3 separate regions of the Sus scrofa genome follow, and all the other regions are linked to region 1. The links are chromatin contacts, called in public HiChIP or PLAC-seq maps. All regions are on one chromosome and are shown on one strand. The core of a region is the stretch at or near the end of the contact, and the rest is flanking DNA. Distances in the headings are between cores, read along the strand shown.

Region 1 (4,970 bases), core at 837-3,336:
CCTTAGCCTCTCTGGGGTCTTTTTTTTTTTTTTTTTTTTTTTTTTTTTGGTCTTTTTGCCTTTTCTAGGGCTGCTCCCACGGCATATGGAGGTTCCCAGGCCAGGGATTAAACTGGCACCTCCACAGAGACAAGCTGGATCATTAACCCACTGCACCAAGCAGGAACTCCTGTTTTTAGGTTTAGAGTTTGTTTTTTGGTGTAAAATTTTTTTTAGTAAAATATATCAAGTGTTTAAAAGTGATTTTGCAGGAGTTCCCTTGTGGCTTAAGCAGATTAAGGATCCAGTGTTGTCACTGCTGCGGTGTGGGTTGGATCCCTGGCCCAGGAACTTCCATATGCTACAGGTGCAGCCAAAAAAAAAAAAAGGTTGGCTTGTTTAAGAAGACCTCTATACAGGAGTTCCCGTCGTGGCGCAGTGGTTAACGAATCCGACTAGGAACCATAAGGTTGCGGGTTCGGTCCCTGCCCTTGCTCAGTGGGTTGACGATCCGGCGTTGCCGTGAGCTGTGGTGTAGGTTGCAGACGCGGCTCGGATCCCGCGTTGCTGTGGCTCTGGCGTAGGCCGGTGGCTACAGCTCCGATTCAACCCCTAGCCTGGGAACCTCCATATGCCGCGGGAGCGGCCCAAGAAATAGCAACAACAACAACAACAACAAAAAAAAGACAAAAAAAAAACCAAAAAAAAAACCAAAAAAAAGAAGACCTCTATACAAAAGACAGTGACTTTCTTATGTATTTTTCTATATATTTTCTTTGGGGGGTGGGGGTAGCCTTGGCTGTGGCATGCAGAAATTCCCTGGCCAGGAATCAAACCTGCCCCATAGCAATGACCCAAGACATAGCAGTGACAACTCCAGATCCTTAACCTGCTGAGCCACCAGAGAATTCCTGTTTTGTTTTTTATAATTATCTCTTGGAATTTGTTTTTGAATAAGCATTGTCCACGTTATTAGTCTCTCCATAATTATCTATGGTTCAAAAGCTATTTAACAAATTTACTGAATGTCCACTTAGGTGTTGGCCCTATCAGCTGCTCGGGGATACAATGGTGAACAAAAGGACAAGGCCCTTTACCTTAACAGAGCTACCACTCCAGAGACGGAGGCAGACGATAAACAGGTAAACAAATAATCCAAGTAATTACTGCTTTTAAGGACGACCATGGAGGAATTAAGTGGGAAGCTACGTCTTAAGAGTGGTCACTGAATGTCTTAATATAAGTAGGCCAAGGATGTGTACATAAAACAATTCCATTGAATGGACATTATTTACTTAACCATTCTTTAGTGTCGAGTTTTTAGACTGCTTCCACATTTACCATCACACTAATAGGTAATCCTGCTACGAATAGTTCTCTCTGTATGTTTACGCCCACGGAGTAGTCTTCCAGAAATGTAATTCCCGGATAGGAACACAGTATTTTTACTGACATTGCCAAGCCGCTTTCCAGGGGGAATTCCGACACACTCACCAGCGAGGAAGCGGAATACCGCTCCGAGAGGCGAGGTGGCGAAGTAACCGTCAGAAAAGGTACGTCTGGGCTCAGCAAAAGGAAAAGATAAACGAGCTGACCTGGATTTACAAGTGAGGGGTGGCAGGTGATGACATGGCAAAGCGTTTGCTTGGGAACAAGAAAGCCGGATTCTAAAGCCATCGCGGCCACCCTGTGACCTCCCCAGGTTACAGTCCTCGAGCTCCAGGTTGCTGAAACTCGGGGTTCGGCTCAGGCTCTACGTTTTTCAACATCTTCAGACCAAGCACCATCTAGCCCCTCCAACGTCTAGGCAGCTTGTGGGACTGGCGGACAAGCGCGCGGGCTAATCGGCGTCCGCCGCGAAACGCCAACTAATCACACCGCGCCCTTCCGGCCGCGGGGACAAAGGGATTGCAGCGCGTGCGGCCGCACTTCCGGACACTTAAAGCGAAGCAGCAGCCGCCGGCTTCCCGGACTCGCTCCGGCGGCCCCTGGTGCGCTGAGTGCGCATGCTCCGCGCAGTCCCGGGGCGGGGCGGGCGGCCACGGGGCGGGCGGGGAAGCGGCCTCGTCTCGCGGTCACTGGGCCGGCGCGAGCGCGCGAGGCTCGGGGGCGGGGCGGGGCGGGGCTAGTGCGAGTGGGCGCTGCGGCTCTCGGCGCCGCGTCACTGTGCTCGCCGGGCCGAGGTCGTCTCAGGTGAGGTGGTCGCCCCGGAAGCGGCTGCGCCTGTGCCCCTGGCTGTTGGAAGGCGCCCTCGGCGGAGTGCGGTTGTTAAGGGCGCGGCGTCTGCCCGCTGCCTCCCCCTTCCCCGCCGCAGCCATGACGAAAGGCGGAGTCGTCGAAAGATCGCAAACGGGGGCACTCCACGCGACCCCCGCGGGGGACAAGGCGGCAGGGACGCGGGGCCCCTCGGCCCCGGGCGGCGGAGACCGCCTAAAGGGTGAGTAGACCTGGACGCGAGAGCTGGGGCTGGCCCGGGGGCAGTGAGCGGAGGGCTTCGGAGGAGGAGGGACCACAGCCGGTCCCAGGCATTCGCGGACGCAGAGGCGGCCTGGTGGTACCCAGGCGCCGGGGCAGAGGGCGTGGGGGACCTGGGCTGCGGCCCTTCGCACCACGAGGCCGTCCTAGCAGCTTCGTAAGTCCTTTTTCAGTTGAATTCATGCCTTCTACAGGCATGACACCGGCTTGTTGACGCTCAGGGAGATTGTAAGGTGGATGATATTGAAGCGAGGCAGTGCGGGCAGGAACGTCGGCCTTCGTTGCTTTACTTTTGCAGATGAGGAAACTGAGGCCCAGCGTGGATATATGACTTGCAAGAGGGCACCAAGCCAGACTGGTTAAGTAGTGGCTAAAAGCAAGTGTGTAATGACGTCCAGGTGCCACTTCCAGGTGGCAGGAATACTTGGGTTTGAGTCCCTGCGCTACCACTTTTATGACTTTGTGCTTGTTATCCTTCAAAAGCTCAAAAGGTCAGTGTCCGAACTGTGCAGCGGGGATGATGATAGTATCTACTTAAGAGTGGTGCATGAATTAAACAAAATAATTCATGTAAAAGGTTTAGTGTAATGTTTGGCTTATGCGAAGTGAAGGCTAAATAAATGTTAGTAATTACTTTTTAAGCTAAGATCTCTTGTTCTCGAGGTTTGTTTTTGTGTGTGTGTGTGTCCCCCCACTGCCATCCTGGCATTTCTCAGGGCTTTAAATATTATTTTAAGCAGAATGTGTACCTTGAATGTGTTAATTCCATCTAGGCATAGAAGTTTCCTGCTTTTCAGCAGTTGAAGTGATTAAGCTCTTTAAATGCTTTCAAAGGCCATAAGCTTGGGGAGATCCTAACAAATGGCCATTAAGTTGTCCGCAGTTTGCTCACAGTGATGTGTTCTTCCACTAGTGATGGGTAGAGGAAGGGTCTTTTAAGAGTGTCTAGCAATATTGTGTCAACCATAAAGTATTGTCCTCTTTAAAGATATATTTATACGTGGTGTGGAGATAATGTTTACCATTCAGCTGAAGTTTCTTGAATCAAATGTAAAATGCATGAAACATTTAAGTGGTGTCGTGCAGGAAATGATATTTTATCTTCAGATAATTTAAAATGTCCCCAGTTTGATTTGGGTCTTTCAGCTTTATATATTTGGATGCTTTTCAGCCTTATAGACAGTAGAGCCAGATAACTTCAAAACCCAGAAATGAATTGTCAAAGTATAAATCCACTCTAAATGACAAGAGCCTTGAAGATGCAGCAACTGAGAGTGACAGTAATCCAAGGGTTTCCTGAAAAAGTATTTTCCAGATAGGACATCCTTAAAGATTATCATTTGGATTGGGATAGCAGTAACTTGTTGTATTACTTTTTTTTTTTTTTTTAATCCTAAACCTTGAAGAGTTATGCTGTGGCACAGTGGGTTGAGGATCCAGCTGCAGCGGCTCAGGTCACTGCGGAGATGCAGGTTGGATCCTGAGCCCAGCGAAGTGGGTTGCACATCCCCTGTTGCACAGCTTCGGTTCCTGTTCAATCTCTGCCGGCCCAGGAACTTTCATATGGTGTGGGTTCAGCCAAAAAAAGAAAAGACCCTGAAATCCCCAAAATGCCTTTACACTGTTGCATCTTATTTTATCATTAGAACAACACATTAGACACCATTATTTTTATGATGCTGTCAGGTGGCGTCTGTGGACTGTAGACCTGTAGGAAGACAGGGAAGAGACGTGAAGGCAGGCCTTCCCAGAGAAGTAGGGTTTAAATGAGTAGAGAGAACAGGAAGGGATACTGGGTGGGGAAACATGAGGCCTGAAGATTAGTGTTAACCTTTTGTGTGTGTCTATGAAGAGATAAACTTGGGAGTTCCTTTGTGTCTGCAGTGAATTAAGGATATTAAGGATCTGGCAATGTCACTGCACCTGCTCGAGCATTGCTGCTGTGATGAGGGTTTGATCCCTGGCCCGGGGACTTCCACGTGCTATGGGTGCAGCCAAAAAAGAGAGAGAGGCATAAACTTGTCAGGAGTGGAGGATTTCCAGTGAGTGGTAGAAGGAGGTAACTTTGGCCTTAGTTAAAATGGTGTCAGTATAAAGGGCTTTAAGTCTATAGGCAAAGGAATTTTTTTAATCCATCTTCTTTATTAATGATTTTTGGTTTTTTCTTTTTCTTTTCCTTTGTCTTTCTCTATTCTGTCTCTTTTTTTACTTAGTGTTAGAAATTCTCTTCTTGGGCAATAGACTTTGTGGCGCCCTTGCATGGCAGGGTTTACATTACCTGGCTGGTGATGTGATAGCATCAGTAATCACTTAGCAGCCAATTTTCCAAGGTATGAAGAACAGTTTTTGTTAATTGTAGGTGGTAACTTGGCAGTCAAAAAAGGATAGGTTTTGGAGTTCCTGTCATGGCTCAGTGGTCAACGAATCCAACTAGGAACCTTGAGGTTGCGGATTCGATCCCTGGCCTTGCTCAGTGGGTTAAGGATCCAGTGTTGCTGTGAGCTGGGGTGTAAGTT
Region 2 (4,970 bases), core at 979-3,478, 120 kb before region 1:
AACCTACACCCCAGCTCACAGCAATGCCAGATCCCCAACACACTGAGCAAGGCCAGGGATCAAACCCGCAGCCTCATGGTTCCTAGTCGGATTCATTTCCGCTGTGCCGCAACAGAAACTCCCTAAACAAACCAATTTAAAAATAGGGAAAAGACCCAGACATTTCTCCAAAGAAAATATGCAAATGTCCAAAAAGCACATGAAAAAATGCTCAATGCCATTAGCACCTAGGAAATGCAAATCAAAATCACAAGAGATATCACTGCATACTCTCTAGGATGACGACCATCAAAAAGAAAGATAACGACAAGTGTTGGCAAGGATATGGAGAAACGTGAGCTCTCATACACTGCTGGCAGCAATGCAAAATGGTGCAAGCACTTTGGAAAACAGTTTGACGGTTCCTCAAAAGGGTGAATACAGAGTTACCATATGACCAACCAACCAACGAATTCTATTCCTAGGTGTGTGTGGACATACACACAAATACACACACAGAAATGAAAACAAATTTCCACACAGAAACTTCATGGTAGCATCATGCATAACAGACAAAAGGTGAAAGCAACCTAAATGTACATCAGTAGATTAATGGATAAATAAAAGGTGTTATGTCCATACAACAAAATATCTGGCAATGAAAAGAAATCAAGTACTGATACATGTTATAACATGAATGAATCTTGCAAACATGTTAAATCAAAGAAGCAAGTCACAGAAGTACACATACTGTATGATTCCATTTATATGAAATGTTCATAATCTATAAATCTGTAGATTAGTGGTCGGGGAAGGGGAAGTTTTAAGTGAAATGGGGAGTAACTTAGTGGGTAGGGTTTTTGGAAGAGGGATGATGAACATGGTTTAAAATTGTGGTGGTGGCTGCACAACTGTGAGTACATTAAACCTACCTAATATATACTTTAAAGGAGTGAATTGTAAAGGTATGTAAATTCTATCAATAAAGCAGGGCAATGGAAAAAAAATAGGCCCTCAAGTATTACTACACTGCTAAATAATTTCCAAAGTAATGAAAATACACCTGGATAAAATTAGCTCCCTAACTTACCAGAGCATTTGGATGGTCTCATTACCTATTCTCTTACTAAACACTTAACAAGGAACTGAAACTAAGCACTGAGCAAAGAAAAAATACTAAATATTCCACAGATTTTTGTCAACTACAACACAAACATCCTCTAGTAAGACTCAGGACAATTTCAAACACAACGCCAAACGTACAATTTTTCACCACATCCCCACCAAATTATATTAGCTGACTGGACACTTCCGAAGCCAAGGCTTAAGTTGATTTTAAACAAATAATCGGTTTAGCAATTTATTCTTATCTACTTTTTGCTTAACTTTGTTAATGTGTAAACTTAATGGTAAAATAAGCAAAAGGGAAGAGAATAAAAATTGGTGATTGGTCCCACAAGAAAATGTTACAAAGCAACGAAGAGATTCATTCACTCTTTAGCCAACACCAAGAGTGGAACGATAAAATGGACAATTTCTAATATTCGATGTTAGACCCAAAAATTATTTTTTTAAAAAAGTGAGAAAAACAAGAATCTGTGCACGATCTGAGTAGAAGGAAATTCTGGGTGCGATCTGCAGACGGGATCCCGACCGGGCCCCCGGCCAGTTGCGTCGGCGGCGCCCCAGCTGCGGCCCCGTGAGGACCGGGCCCGGCGTCCCGGCCGGAGGAGCTTCGCCCCGGCGGCGCCTGGGGACCCGCTCCGCGCGGAGGTCAAGCGGGGAAGCGCCGCCAGGCTCCCGAGGGCTCCTCCCTCCCCTCCTTCCCTCCCTCCCTCCCCTCGGCTGTCCCCTGAGGGGAACAGGCGGGGCGCAGTGCGCAGACGAGGTGGGGGGGGGCGTCCTCAGTGAGAAAAGCTCCGCCGCCCCAGAGTGGCGGCCGCGGGTTATTAATAAACTCCGCTTCTGCCCAGGCGCGGCTACCGCGGCCGGCCGTAGGATCGGCTGGGCCTGCGGTGGAGGCTGAGCAGCCGGAGCCAGAGCCCCGGCCCGAGCGGGCCCGCGCCGCCGCGCTGAGGGCGGCGGCCGGGCGGAGAATAATGCACACTGGGTAAAAACACATTTATATACGAACCTCCGAGAAAATTTTCCAACAATTCCTTCGTCCGACCACCATGCACCAGGACAGGAAACAGCCGCCCGGCCCCCAGGCCCCGCAACCCGCATAGTGGGTCTGAGGCCCGCCCCCGGCCTCCATTGGGCCGTCACTACGTCAGTCATTCGATACTTCCTGCTTTCCATTGGCTCAAATTTAGGCGACGCCAAAGGAGACCGCCTTGTCCACGCCCCTTTTCATGACGTCAGCATCGCCAGGCCTTACAGCTAGCGCCTGAGTGGCTTGAGCAAAGTGCGGAACCAAAGTTACTCGGTCTGACTGGTTGGCAGAGGCGCGCATCCCAGCTCGACACCGCCTCGCTGACAAGTGAATTATGCCGATTCTAGGGCCCCAGCGGGAGGCGCCATTTTGTGGCGAGGGACGGAGGCTGGTCCTTGTGACTAGCCGGGAGGGAGAAGCGGTGACAGGCGCCATTTTCCCCACAGGGGCTAGGAGACGGTCTCGGCGCTCCCCGCGGGCTAGCTAGAGCGCGTTCTGGCGACCGATCGGGCTTTGCCTAGCGACTGCCGAGTGTCGAGCGGGAAGTAGCAGGCTGGGGTAGGCCAGGGCGGGACGCCTGGCCGCTCCCGGGGGGCTCCGGTGCCAGCTGAGGCCTTTGGTCTTGGGCGAGGGCTCTGCTTTCCCGAGAGCGGCTGTTGGCCGGTCACCGGCTGCCGAGTCTGCCTTTGCTCCTCCGGTCGCCGGGGCGTCGCCACGGGCCGCAGCGCGGGCCTCCTGCCTCAGCCGGAGCCCCGGCCGCGCTCGACCATGGGCGGTGGTCTCGGACGCTGCTGGAGGACACTGCGGATGCTCTTGCGCTTTCTTGTCGTTTAGGCTCAGATCTCGAAGTCGTCTGTAGTGGTGTCGCTAACTTTTTTTTCTTTCCCTTTAGTGTCTGTTACGAATTAAAGGGTGGGGAAAGCACTGGCTTGGCCTGCTCGAACCTATAGGTACAAATTAGTTGTGAAGTTTGGGTAATACTTGCTGTAACTCTCCACCCAAACTTTCTCTAAACCATTGGAAATCCTAATCTTTTGAAGTATTCAGTAAGTATCCATGTGCTTTGGCAGCGAGGCTGAACAGAGGTGAGATTAAAGTGTGCAGACTCAATATTTGTTGAATTGGGCATCGCAGGTGTAGATTTGAGTTGCTGAGAATGCGGCGCTGGCCCCGCCGTAGCTGAGATTTGCGTCCTACTTATGAAAACGGGAGAGAGCTGAATGGTGATGGATTTAGTGTCTTTGGGCTAAATTGATTATGGAATGGCTCTATAGGTGAGGATAATTAATGTTTTGATCTGCACTTGAATCTGGTTTGAGATTTTACCAGTACGTTCTTTTTGGTGGGAAGTGAGGGGCAGGCTGACCCTAACCAAGGTATAGCTCATAATTGTTACCCAAATGCCATTCGAAGGAAAACAGGAGTTTTGTTTGACTACATTAAGGTAGTCATTATTTTATGTCCTTTTAAGAATGAAAAATGCGACATAAAATTGGATTAGGTTACTTGAAACTGGAAGAATTGGCTCACTCAACAGTCTTGTGCCCAAAGAATAGATTCAGATGATGTGTTTTACTTTATACTTTCTGTACCTTCCAGTTGTTGTATCTGTATTTATAATCAGAATCAGAATACCTTATGCCATTTAATCATGTATTACTAAGAACCAAATCTTCAGTCATTTGTTAAAACACTGTAATACCAAATCTCAAAAGAAGGTTAAAAAGCCACCCTGTAATTGTAGATTGCAGTTACAGGACATCTTTGTATCCCCTGAACCTACTAATTGTAAACATCGGTGGTGGCAGGCAGGATGCTATAGTTCTAATCTTATTCAGGGAGAAACCTTAATAATGTTTTTGTCAGAAGAAATGGAACTCTTGTTTTTACCATTGACAATAGATCAGGGTTCAAATGTACATAGTATTCAGGATCATCCATAATCTTCAGACTTTCCCTAAATCACCTCCTATGCCTTTTAATTTATTGCATCTTATCAAATTAGTGACTTGAAAACATTTCACCACCAGTCGGTGGTAGTCCAGGCTCTTATACAATGCTGGACCTTTTCCCCAAATTTCTAATAGGCTAACTTATTTCTAGCCCCCTTCAAAAATTGTTACCATCATGTTTTTAAAAACATTTCTTTCATTAACTCAAAATTTCTGGAGAATTGGTTGATTTTGGCTTATTTGTATAATGACTTAACCATTATCATATGTATAGAAAAAAGACACCAAGAAATGATACATTCAACTTTTTAAAATAATTACATCTAGGAAAGGGTGGTTTTGATTTATCAAATTTTTCTGTGATAAATTTAAAATAAATTTTATCATGAATTTATAGATTTTTAAACACATGAATTTTTCTTGTGTAAAAATTATTTTTTCTCTTTTGTTTTTACTTTTTTTCTTTTCTCAAAACACTGAAGACTTTAAAATCAAACCAGTACTTTGCTCTCCATTGGAAGTTGTGGCAGATAGATGTGTGTCACTTGTCTCAGAAACTGTTGCCTCATTTGTAAAGTAAAAACACTTATTTCACAGGGTGATTGGACGGATATATGAGAGTGTAGATAAATGTAGCACAGTGCTTATCGGAGCTGCTTTTCAAGTGCTTAATAAATGTGAGCCGTCTCTCCAATTCTCACCTTTATGGTCACTAACAGTTTTTTTTTTTGTTTTTTTTTTTGTCTTTTGTCTTTTTTGTTGTTGTTGCTATTTCTTGGGCCGCTCCCGCGGCATATGGAGGTTCCCAGGCTAGGGGTTGATTCGGAGCTGTAGCCACGGCCTACGCCAGAGCCACAGCAACGCGGGATCCGAGCCGCGTCTGC
Region 3 (4,970 bases), core at 850-3,349, 73 kb before region 1:
GGCTGTTTTATAAATGTGTCTAGTTTGTGAAAATTAATCAACTCTACCTTCAAAATCATCTTTCTGTATGCATGTCATATTTCAATAGAAAATTTAAAATAGTCTTGAAATACAATAAAAGTAGGATACAAACTATATAATTTAGTAAACATGTTACATGAATATGCAATGCAACATACACAGAAAAGAATGAAATATAGCAAGAATGCTAATAAGTTATATTTGGGGTGGTGGGATTATAGAGGAGCTATTCTATACATATTTTCTATCTTCAAAATTTTATGCTATGATCCTGGGTTACTTTTTTTTTCTTTTTTCTTTGCCTTTTAGGGCCGCACTTGCAGTATATGGAGGTTCCCATGGGAGGGGGTCCAATCAGAGCTGTAGCTGCTGGCCTATGCCACAGCCACAGCCACACAGGATCTGAGCTGCATCTGTGACCTACACCACAGCTCATGGCAATGCCGGATCCTTAAACCCACTAAGCCAAGCCAGGGATCAAACCCACATCCTCAGGAATACTAGTTGGATTCGTTTCTACTGAGCCACAACAGGAACTCCCTGGGTTACTTTAACAGTACAAAAAAGTTACTTAATAATTCTTAAATGTCATATTTGCTTTTATTAAAAGAAATGAAATCTCTTCTTATATGTTTTCTTAGTTTCACTCCCTCTCCCCCAGTATAACCACCTCCTATAATGTCATCTCCTCCTAGCCCAAGTTTTAGTATTTTTCTGCACATGTTCACAATGGACAACAGTGATTTTTATTTTAGTTTCCTCTTCGCAGAGTTTTTCACACATTCTACAAACACATCCTTAGAAAGAGAAAAACTTCCCTCTGGATATAAAAAATGTCTTCCATATTAGACCCAGAGTGATACTTTATTCATTAGGTCACTCCAAAAATTATTCAGGTGTTCTCTCTCCTTTTTTTTTTTTTTTTTTTTTTTTTTTTTTGCCTTTCAGGGCCATACCCACGGCATATGGAGGTTCCCAGGCTAGGGGTCAAATGAGAGCTGCAGCTGCTGGCCTACGTCACAGCCACAGCAACCCAGGATCCTATCGACATCTGTGACCTGTACCACAGCTCATGGCCACACAGGATCCCTAACCCACTGAGTGAGGCCAGAGATCGAACCACAACCTTACAGTTACTAGGCAGATTCGTTTCTGCTGCACCACAATGGGAACTCCTTATCCGGGTGTTCTTAGTGCAAAACACTTACATCAGGAGCTAAAAATACAGGGTTGAACAAGACAGTAAGGCCCCATGACCTCATAGAAACTTAGGTGAAGGAAAACAACTAACCAGGTAATGCAATAAAGTATAATGGAAGAACTAGAAGACTATGGAAGACTCAAAGTTGAATCTCCTCACCCAGAAGGAATGCTTAAATTTAAGGAGTGGTTAGGTCGAGGAAGGGGAGGAATTTACCCTTTCCAGGACTCTAAACAGATCTGAACAGTTAATCACTATAGCCTCTTTCTTTTCTTTTTTTAAATGGTGGTACCTGCAGCATATGGAATTCCCCAGGCTACGGGTCAAACGGGAGCTGCAGCCACCGGCCTATGCCACAATCACAGCAACGCCAGATCCAAGCCACATCTGCGACCTATGTGGCAGCTCATGGCAATGCCAAATCCTTTATAACCCACTGAGGCCAGGAATTGAATCCAGATCCTCACAGATACCAGTCGAGTTCTTAACCCACTGAGCCACAATGGGAATTCCTTTTTCTTTCATTCTTTTTTTTTCACTATCATTTCTTGAAACACTCTTCTGCCTATATAACCCCTACACCAATTATCCTGCCACCTTTTCAGGCTCCTTTGCTTGTTTCTCATTTTATCTACAAATGCTAGAGCCTGGTGCCAGAACTCAGTCTCAAGCCACCTTTTCTATTCCCCAGCTGACCTCGTCTATTCTGTCTTTAAATACTAGCTGTAAGTCAAACACATCATTTCCAGTCCAGGACACTCCAACCAACCTACTTAACATCGCTGCCTTCATTACCTCACAGGCCTCTCACACTGTCTTTTTCCCTACAAGCAGGGACCCTACTTCCTTGTACCAGCTCTCCCAACCCTTGTCATCACTACCCTCGGTTACTCCTGCCTGAAAACAGAATGTCGTCTTTAGTACCGCCCTCCTCCACCTCAATTCAAGACCAGACCTTGTCAATTCTATCTCCAAAATGCTGATAAAGTTAACACATCTGCTTTCTCCGTTCCCAGGAACACCAACCTAGTCTATTTCCCTTCATGCAACCATGTGCCACCCCCACCATTCTCCATTTAGCAGCCCATGATCTTTAAAACTGCAAACGAATCCCCTTTAAGCAAACCTTTTAACAAGTTTCTGCTCTATTTTCCAACAGCTAAAAGACCCTGTATGATCTTGCCCCTGCCTATTTCTTCAGCTTCAGTTAAAGAAACCTCTCATCCCCTCCACTGCCCCACCTCAGCCGTCTTTTTTAGGTTCTTTCTACAATAAACATGTTACCGATTTCAGTGTTCATACACGCTGTGCCTTTCTACCTGCAACACTCTTCTCTCCAATGCTCCACCACAGCAACCACTGGTCCACAGGTTCACAGTGTTTAAGTCTCAGCTTAAACATTTCCTTAGAGAAGCATTTCCTCACCAATCACGCTAGCTAAGTATTACTATTACTCTCATAAGCTCCAAGGTTTCTTTCCTTCATAACATTTATCACACACTGGTAATTATCGTATTTGTAGACTGGCTTTATGTCTGCCTCTCCTGTTACTCAAGTTCCACTGAGAGTAGGGACTTCACTGTTTGTATACCCAGTTTGTATACCCAGATATGTCTCGTATTTAAAATACTCAACAGGGAGTTCCCGTCGTGGCTCAGTAGTTAACGAATCCGACTAGGAACCATGAGATTACGGGTTAGATTCCTGGCCTTGCTTAGTGAGTTAAGGATCCGGCATTGCCGTGAGCTGTGGTGTAGGTCACAGACTCGGCTTGGATCCCTCGTTGCTGTGGCTCTGGTGTCCGCCGGTGGCTACAGCTCCGATTAGACCGCTAGTCTGGGAGCCTCCATATGCCGCGGGAGCGGCCATCAAAAGGCAAAAAGACAAAAAATATTCATCAAATTTATTAAAAGAATAACTTAATGAATCAACAACAACAAAAAAGATGCCTTGGAAGTAGCTGTGATCACCTAGGGGCAGTGAGAGCAAAAAAAGCATATTTATATTTTTAGCCCACAAAGGCCAGTATATGGTACTTTTTTAGGCCATAAATATTACAGCGTATACATGTTATCTCTGACATCAAATTGTGAACTCCTGGAATGAACTGCTAGAATCTGACAGTACTAGTTATAAACAAAAGTGATTCTCTTCCGGAGTTCCCATCAGGGCGCAGCACAAACGGACCTGACCAGGAAGCATGAGGTTTCAGGTTCGATCCCTAATCCTGCTCAGCGGGTTAAGGATCCAGCATTGCTGGAAGCTGTGGTGTAGGTTGCAGCTGTGGCTCAGATCTGGCATTGCCGTGGCTGTGGTGTAGGCCAGCAACTGCAGCTCCAATTGGACCCCTAGCCTGGGAATCTCCATATGCCGCGGGGGTGGCCCCAAAGGAGCAAAAAAAAAAAAAAAAAAGTGATCCACCTCCTACATTTTTTACTCTTGAGCAAGTTGATTCAGCAAATCTAACTCTCTCTCTCCTTTTTTTTTCAGGGCTTCACCTGCAGCATATGGAGTTTCCCAGGCTAGGGGTCAAATTGGAGCTATAGCTGCTAGTCTACACCACAGCTACAGCAATGCAGGGTGCGAGCCGAATCTTTGACCTACACCACAGCTCACAGCACAGCAACACCAGATCCTTAACCCCTAAGCCAGGCCAGGGATCGAACCTGAATCCTCATGGATACTAGTTGGGTTCATAACCTACTGAGCCACAACATAACTCCAGCAAATCTAACTCTTAATTACAAAGTTAGTATACCAAAATCTACTTTTCAGTATAGCTCTAAGGAATAAATATGGAAAATATTTTATATATTTTCCAAAGACATAACAAATGTTGTTATATATCCACACACATAGAAAGTATGGATGTACTTTCTCAGAAAGCATGTGATCAAGAGAGCACAAACAGATTTTGCCAAATTACTCTTTACTTCCTTAAATCACTTATAAAATATAGCCTGTGGTTACACACACACACACACACACACACAAAGCTCCCTTGAGGTCCCATTTCTGCAGTTTTCCCTTCTGAGTTGAAAAAGACCACTTGCTAGGATTGGAACCCCAAATGAAGTTGTTGATTTATGTTTAGGAGTCACTTTAAGACAAAAAAATTAGGAGTTCCCATTGTGGCTCAGCAAAATGAATCTGACTAGTATTTATGAGGATGCAGGTTCAATCCCTGGCCTCACTCAGTGGGTTAAGGACCAGAATGGCAGTGAACTGTGGTGTAGGTCACAGACGTGGCTTGGATCTGGCATTGCTGTGGCTATGGCATAGGCCAGCAGCTGTAGCTCCTATCAGACCCCTAGCCTGGGAACAGCTATATGCTGTGGGTGTGGCCCTAAAAAGACAAAAACAAATGAACACACTGAAAACAAGCACTTAATGGAGTTCCCGTTGTGGTGTAGCACAATAGGATCAGCAGCATCCCTGCAACACCAAGACACAGGTTCAATCCCCACCCCAGCACAGTGGGTTAAAGGATGCCATGTATCCACAGTAGGCTGAAGCTGTAGCTCAGATCTGATCTCTCACCTGGGAACCCCATAAGCTGCAGAGCAGCCAAAAAAGAAGTTAAAAAAAAAAGAAAGAAAAAGATAATAACCACTTATCATTTTATTACCCTATTATTTTAAGGCCCTTTTAATGCCTTCAAAAACACCAGCATAAATCCAAAAGTGCAACTCACAAAAAAAAAAAAAAAAAAAAAAAAAAGGTATTACTTTGAGATAACTGGACTATC

What was found. HiChIP or PLAC-seq counts read pairs in DNA pulled down with a chosen protein or histone mark.
Region 2: a contact with region 1 is called in an H3K27ac HiChIP or PLAC-seq map of alveolar macrophages. The contact joins the promoter of ZNF143 here to the promoter of TMEM41B in region 1. A contact is called at or near these places in 2 of 5 promoter capture datasets (fetal liver and liver), 5 of 47 Hi-C or Micro-C datasets (embryonic fibroblasts, epiblast stem cells, fetal liver and 1 more) and 2 of 2 datasets of contacts at active chromatin or transcription factors (alveolar macrophages and skeletal muscle).
Region 3: a contact with region 1 is called in an H3K27ac HiChIP or PLAC-seq map of alveolar macrophages. The contact joins the enhancer-like site here to the promoter of TMEM41B in region 1. A contact is called at or near these places in 1 of 47 Hi-C or Micro-C datasets (skeletal muscle) and 2 of 2 datasets of contacts at active chromatin or transcription factors (alveolar macrophages and skeletal muscle).

What each region holds. Positions count from the first base shown.
Region 1 is chr9:221,887-226,856 of Sscrofa11.1, forward strand. It overlaps TMEM41B (transmembrane protein 41B), which reads left to right and starts at 2,087. Exons shown (of 7, transcript XM_021062249.1): 1 at 2,087-2,416. The coding sequence starts at 2,296. It overlaps LOC102164595 (a long non-coding RNA gene), which reads right to left and starts at 2,010. Exons shown (of 5, transcript XR_002335503.1): 1 at 1,474-2,010.
Region 2 is chr9:102,548-107,517 of Sscrofa11.1, forward strand. It overlaps ZNF143 (zinc finger protein 143), which reads right to left and starts at 2,229. Exons shown (of 16, transcript XM_021062244.1): 1 at 2,114-2,229.
Region 3 is chr9:148,397-153,366 of Sscrofa11.1, forward strand. All of the region lies in intron 1 of IPO7 (importin-7), which reads right to left. Among named protein-coding and RNA genes, the nearest start is that of IPO7, 12 kb to the right of the region's middle. Within about 2 kb of position 2,100, at least 4 of the 83 cell types and tissues checked have an H3K27ac peak or open chromatin away from gene starts, as enhancers often do. A contact at or near this core is called in alveolar macrophages, where this site is marked.